Linked DNA regions of Bos taurus: region 1 is linked to region 2. A link is a contact called in public Hi-C data. All regions are on one chromosome and are shown on one strand. The core of a region is the stretch at or near the end of the contact, and the rest is flanking DNA. Distances in the headings are between cores, read along the strand shown. Region 1 holds the start of SSH3 (slingshot protein phosphatase 3). Region 2 has its middle 5.2 kb from the start of GRK2.

Region 1 (2,700 bases), core at 88-2,587, 40 kb after region 2:
ACGCCCCCAACCCCGGCCCCCCCCAGCTTTGAGGAGCAGCTTCGCCTGGCCCTGGAGCTGTCCTCTCAGGAGCAGGAGGAGCGGGAGCGCCTGGGGCAGCAGGAGGAGGAAGACCTACAGCGGATCCTGCAGCTCTCGCTCACCGAGCACTGAGCCCCCGCCCTCGGGAGGGCATCTGGGCTGCTCCCCCACCCACTTTTGTAATTTATTTATTTATAAACACTCAGCTGCTGGGCTCAGGGGCCTGGAGCCCTAGAAGGGGGGAGCTGGCCTTGAGACCAAGATGGAAATAAAGAGACCCTTAGCAGCAGGCTTGCTCTGCTCAGTGTGGGGTTGGGGTGAGGGGGCCTGGTGGGGGGTACCAAGGCGAGACACTGGGTAATGGCCTTAGGACTTGGATTTGAATCCTGACCGTGGCCCGCTTGGCTTGTTTCCTCAGCTTTAAATGAGACCCCCTCCAACACTCAGGGCTGCTGGGAGGGTAAGATGAGCCGACAGGTGTCAAGCGCCCTCACTGGGTAGGTGCTCCGTGAACATCACTTCCCCTGAGGCCGGTCCCACCTGCTGGAGACCCGGGCTTTCCTGGAATTCGGGAAGGGCAGAGGCTGGTTCTCCAGGTGGCTCGGAAGTGGCGTCCCCGCAGCCCAGGCCTGGGTTCCTGCCCCTACCTACCCTGGCAGGTTCGACTGCAGTGACATTAGACAAGTCACTTCCCTCTGCCGCGGCCCTGAACCTGCTCAGCCCCGCCCAGCTTACCTCCAAGGTGGCCCCGAGGACCCCTTGTGAGCCTGTGGGTTCGTTCTAAATCCAGCCTGACATCCCCTGAAGCCGAGTGGAAGTGCCAAGACCAACTAGCAAAAAGAAAGAAGTCTGGGGTGCCTCCACTTAAGACCCACCGTGTCTGGTCCTCTCCAAGACTTGGGTCCTCACCCCTGCCTCCCTGGGCTCCACCTCTGCGGGGTAACAGGATGGTTGAGCCCCAGAGCACAGCTCAGGTGACCCAGCCGGGCGGAGCCGAGGACTGGGGCGGGGGCGCCTCCTGGGAGGAGGGACCAAACCCTGGAGCGCTGCGTAGGCTGTCTTTTCCCGCCGCCAGGGCCCGGCGCCTCACCTGCGCCCCGCCCCCCGGCCCCGCCCCTAACGTGCTTTGAGGGGCGGGGGCGAGGCGGAGACGCGGAGGGAGGGGCGGTGGCCACTGACTGCGGGCTCCGCAGGCCGGGCTGGACGGGTGTCTGGCCCTTTAAGGTCCGCCCCGAGGAGGTGCCAGGCCCTGGTGGCGCCGGACTCTCCTTCCTGGTCCTGCGGGGCAGGGACCGTCCGCGGGGCGACGAGGGAGGGCGCCGCGCCATACCGGCCCAGGGGCCCCCGGCCTGACCCCATGGCCCTGGTCACAGTAAGCCGCTCGCCCCCGGCCAGCGGCCACTCCACGCCTGTGGGGCCCACGGTGAGTCTGGCTTGGCTGTGGTCCTGCCCACGCAGTTGGCTGCCAGTTGGGCCTGGGGGAGTGCTTGCTGCCCACGGGCAGCCTCCCCTCAAGCCTGGGGGTGTGCGGAGGGGGCCTTCACGTCTCAGGCTGGAGCTGCTTGGGGGAGATCTTGAGGCAACCAGGAACTCGGACCAAGGCAAGATCCGGAGCCCCGAGCACCCGCGGAGGCCCTACCCCGCTCTGGGCCCAGACCTGGGCCAAACCCTCAGGCATCTCCAGCAGCGCTCCCCCTCCCTTACCTCCGGCTGCCGGCCTGGACCTGGGCCCGGCCCCGCCAGTGTCTCCACGTGGAAAGTGGACTGGAACAGAAAAGGATTTGACACCCTTTCTGGTTCCTTTCCCCACTGCATGGGGGGGGGGCGGGACGAGGGAGGGGGCGGATCCCTGCACCCCCAACCCCAGCACCCTGAACCTGGGGAGGAGTCCTTTCCCACCACTTTACTCTGCCCTGGGGGCTGCCTTCTCAGCAGGACCCGGTGTCCCAGCGCAGAAGCCGGCTCCAGCGAAGGTGAGCACCTCTCCCCACACACACACCTCCATCCAGCCACCAGGCTTGGCCACTGCCCTCTGGGAGGACTTGCAGCCAAAGCCAACTACTTAGTATGTGGGGACAGAGTTGCTAGTGGGCACAGCTGGCTGCCTTTGCTTCCATCTTCCCCCAGTCAGTTGAGGCTCCTTCATCCACTATCCTGGCCCTGGCTCTGGCCAATGGCAGGGCCTGAGGACTCCTGGGGCCCCACCAAGTTCACAGTTATTTATTGAGTTAGGCAGATGGGAAGGGAAAGTTGGGCTCGAGGCTTGAGAGCCACCAAGGCAGTGGTTCCCAAAGCACTGAGGTGGCATCACCTGGGAACTGGGTAGGCACCTTCTCAGGCCTCCTCTCCAGGCCCACTGACTCGGGATGGGGGCCAACACCTGATTTAACAAATCCTCCAGGCGGTTCAGGGGGGTTGACTCCCCTGTCCTGAGGGGTGGGATGGGCTGTCACGGTGTCACTTTTCCCCTGCTCCCCTTCCAGGCAGAGCTTTGCAGTACTCCGAGGGGCTGTCCTGGGACTGCAGGATGGAGGGGATGATGGAGATGCTTCCAGGCCCAGCCCAGAGCCAGCGGAGGAGCCCCCCGGGGAAGGGCAGCCCCACGGGGACCAGACAGACAATGGGCACGGGCCCCCGAGTCCCGGTAGGCAGGAGCAGAGTCAGCACCTGTGCCTCATG
Region 2 (2,700 bases), core at 38-2,537:
GTGATCCATGCAGTCACATGGGGCCCTGCCCTCAGAGGGATCCCACACTGGGTTTAATGTGCTCTTGTCACCATCTTGAAATTCTTTTTTTTTTTTAGTTTGGCTGTGCCAGTCTTAGTTGCTGCACTCAGGATCTTCGATCATTGTTGCAACATGTGAGATCTTTTTTAGTTGTCCCATGTCAACTCTTTCTTAGTTGCTGCATGTGGGATCTAGTTCCCGGACCAGGGATCAAACCCGGGCCCCCTGCATTGGGAGCGCGAAGTCTTAGCCGTTGGGCCACCAAGGAAGTCCCTTGAAATTCTTAATTTTTGAAAAAGGGGCTGTGCACTTTATTTGCAGTGGACCCCACAAATGAGGTAGCTAGACCTGGGGAGAAGGCCAATTCCAGCTCCTCTAGCCCTCCCAGGTCAGTTCTGTGCTAAGTGCCATTCGGGTGGCCACCAGCAGAGCAGGCCTGGCACTTGCTGGGGAGAGTCACCCTACCTCCCCACCTTCCAGAGGCCCAGACCAGAAACGAACCCTCAGCGCTGACACCAATGTATGGGCAGGAAATAGAGCAGACACCCAAGGTCCGGGAGCACCTGCAGTTGCCCTCAGCCTAGCCTTCTGTCCCCTAAACCTGCCCCACGCCAGAGAGCGACAAGGGGCCAGAAAGCTGTTGTGCTTCCAGACTGTGCCGTGGCAGCGCCAGGAGGGCAAGACAGGTGGAGAGGCAGAGAGATCCAGACCCAGAGAGAAACACCCTGAAAGATCCAGAAAAGGGAAGGCAGAGAAAGAGGCAAAGAACCTGGGAGGGGAGAAGAGAAATGAAAGGAGAGAAAGACCATGGAGGACGCTGAGAGGGAGACACACAAGTGGGCTCCAAGGTCCTCAGGATGTGTTACCAGTGACCGTTCAGAAAGACATCTCCTCAGCCCACCCACCACTGCATACACATCTTCATTTACCCTCAAAACAATTCAGTGAGGCCAGGCTGGGGTACAGAAGAGAAAGGCAGGGCTCAGAGAGGTCAAGTAACTTTATCTAAAGCACCCAGCAAGCGGCTTTTCCACACCCATCCTCCCTTTCCCTGACAGGCAAGTACCAGAGGATACAGCGGGGCCGGTGGGGCCTACGAGACCTCGACTGAGATGCTCAAAGGTCAAGGCGCAGACAAGCAGTAGGAGCTCAGCACGACTAAGCCTGAGTCGCAGAAGACGAGGCGCATGCGCACTGGGGACAGCTCCAAGAGGGCCCTGTGGGAGGAGCGGGGCGGGGTGGGGCGGAGCCCGGGCGGGGCGGGGCCGGATCCAGAGGCGGGGCCATGTCGCGCTGAGGCTCCAAGGCGGAAAAGGGAGACTGCGGCCCCAGGCGGCGTGGGGACTTGTGACTTTCCGGAGGGTTCCAGGGAGAGGCGCTGCTCTCGGGAGACTGGTCGGGCGAAGCAGCGGCCTGGAAGCCTGGCAGAGTTGTGGGCTATCAAAGGCCCTTGGACTGTGCAGGAGGGAGCACAAGGCCTGTGTCCTTGGCGGAAATGCCAGTCCTCAAGAGTTTTCCCCGACTTCACCCGAGCAGGCTCCCGGCCCTAACGATAACTTGTCACTTGCCTCATAAGGATGTTTTGAGTATTAAATGAGATCATCTGGGTTCTAGGAACAGTGGCCTGCACATGGAGAGAACCCAGGAAGCGTCAGTGTTTATTATTATGTATGCTTTGCCCATAGATTCGCCGTCTCTCCTATGTTGGATGCCCAAGGCCAAGCACCAGGGCCTGGTATGTAGTAGGAGCTCAGGTACACTGTTGGACGAGTGACTGAGTAAACGAGGTGAAGTCCCAGCCTCCCAGCCAAAGCCTGGCACCATGTGGGCCCCGGACATCAAAGAGGTCGCTGCCCACATTAAGCAGGAGTTTCTCCCAGTCAAGTCTGCTCACCCCCGGTGAGCTGTATGGATTGAGACACCCTCAAGTTCATCCTCCTGGCTCTTCAAAGCCCAGGATGGAGACAGAGGTGAAGCCCCAGCAAGAGGAAACCTGCGTTCCTGGGCCTTGGCACATGCCAGTCCTCACCCCCAACCTCACTCCTGCTCATGTGCAGACCATGTCAAGTTCAAGACCTTCGCCAACTCTTCCTCTTTTCCTGAGCCTGCCACCTCCTCCCATATCCTCTTGCCAGGTTAATTGGAGGGGGCCTTCTTCCTCTCCAGACCTGAGTTCTGTTTCTGTGGCCCTAACTTGGCATCCAATGTGAGGAATGCAGCAGTGACCACACCAGACAGGGGCACCAGGGAGAGCCCTCTGAACAGGAACCTTTCCACCCATGGGATGCAGGGCGAGCAGGAATCTGCCTTATGGGAAGGAAGTGAAAAGGAAGTCATTCCAGGCAAGGGGAATTATAAAGTCAGCACCCCAGAGGTAGAAATGAACTTGGCTAGTTGTAGTGTCAGAAGGAAGATCAGAGAGACTGGAGACGAAAGGGCACAGGGAGGGGCAGGGGGATTGAGTTAGAGCGATGGGCAGGGGCCAAACTGTAAGTCTCACGGGCCACAGAAAAGAGTAGGTTTCCTAAGTGCAGGGGTGGTCATTGGAGATGGGGTTACATTTAGGCCTGTGAAGACTCTGTAAAAGACTCTGGCTAGAGGAGTGGCAGGGTGGAGGCTGGTGCAGGCATCAATGCCAGGCAGGAGGTGATGGGACTCAGATCGGGTTTAGCAGGGCAC

What was found. A called contact is a pair of places that touch in the nucleus more often than the background predicts.
Region 1: a Hi-C map of an unstated tissue shows a contact between it and region 2, with 2.0 times the contacts expected there. The contact joins the promoter of SSH3 here to the enhancer-like site in region 2. A contact is called at or near these places in 4 of 11 Hi-C or Micro-C datasets (blastocyst, liver, skeletal muscle and 1 more).

What each region holds. Positions count from the first base shown.
Region 1 is chr29:45,223,116-45,225,815 of ARS-UCD2.0, forward strand. It overlaps SSH3 (slingshot protein phosphatase 3), which reads left to right and starts at 1,338. Exons shown (of 14, transcript NM_001102006.1): 1 at 1,338-1,444; 2 at 1,954-1,994; 3 at 2,505-2,700. The coding sequence starts at 1,379. It overlaps ANKRD13D (ankyrin repeat domain 13D), which reads left to right. Exons shown (of 14, transcript NR_197967.1): 14 at 1-310.
Region 2 is chr29:45,183,529-45,186,228 of ARS-UCD2.0, forward strand. No RefSeq gene overlaps it. Among named protein-coding and RNA genes, the nearest start is that of GRK2, 5.2 kb to the right of the region's middle. Within about 2 kb of position 1,288, at least 79 of the 102 cell types and tissues checked have an H3K27ac peak or open chromatin away from gene starts, as enhancers often do. A contact at or near this core is called in liver and skeletal muscle, where this site is marked.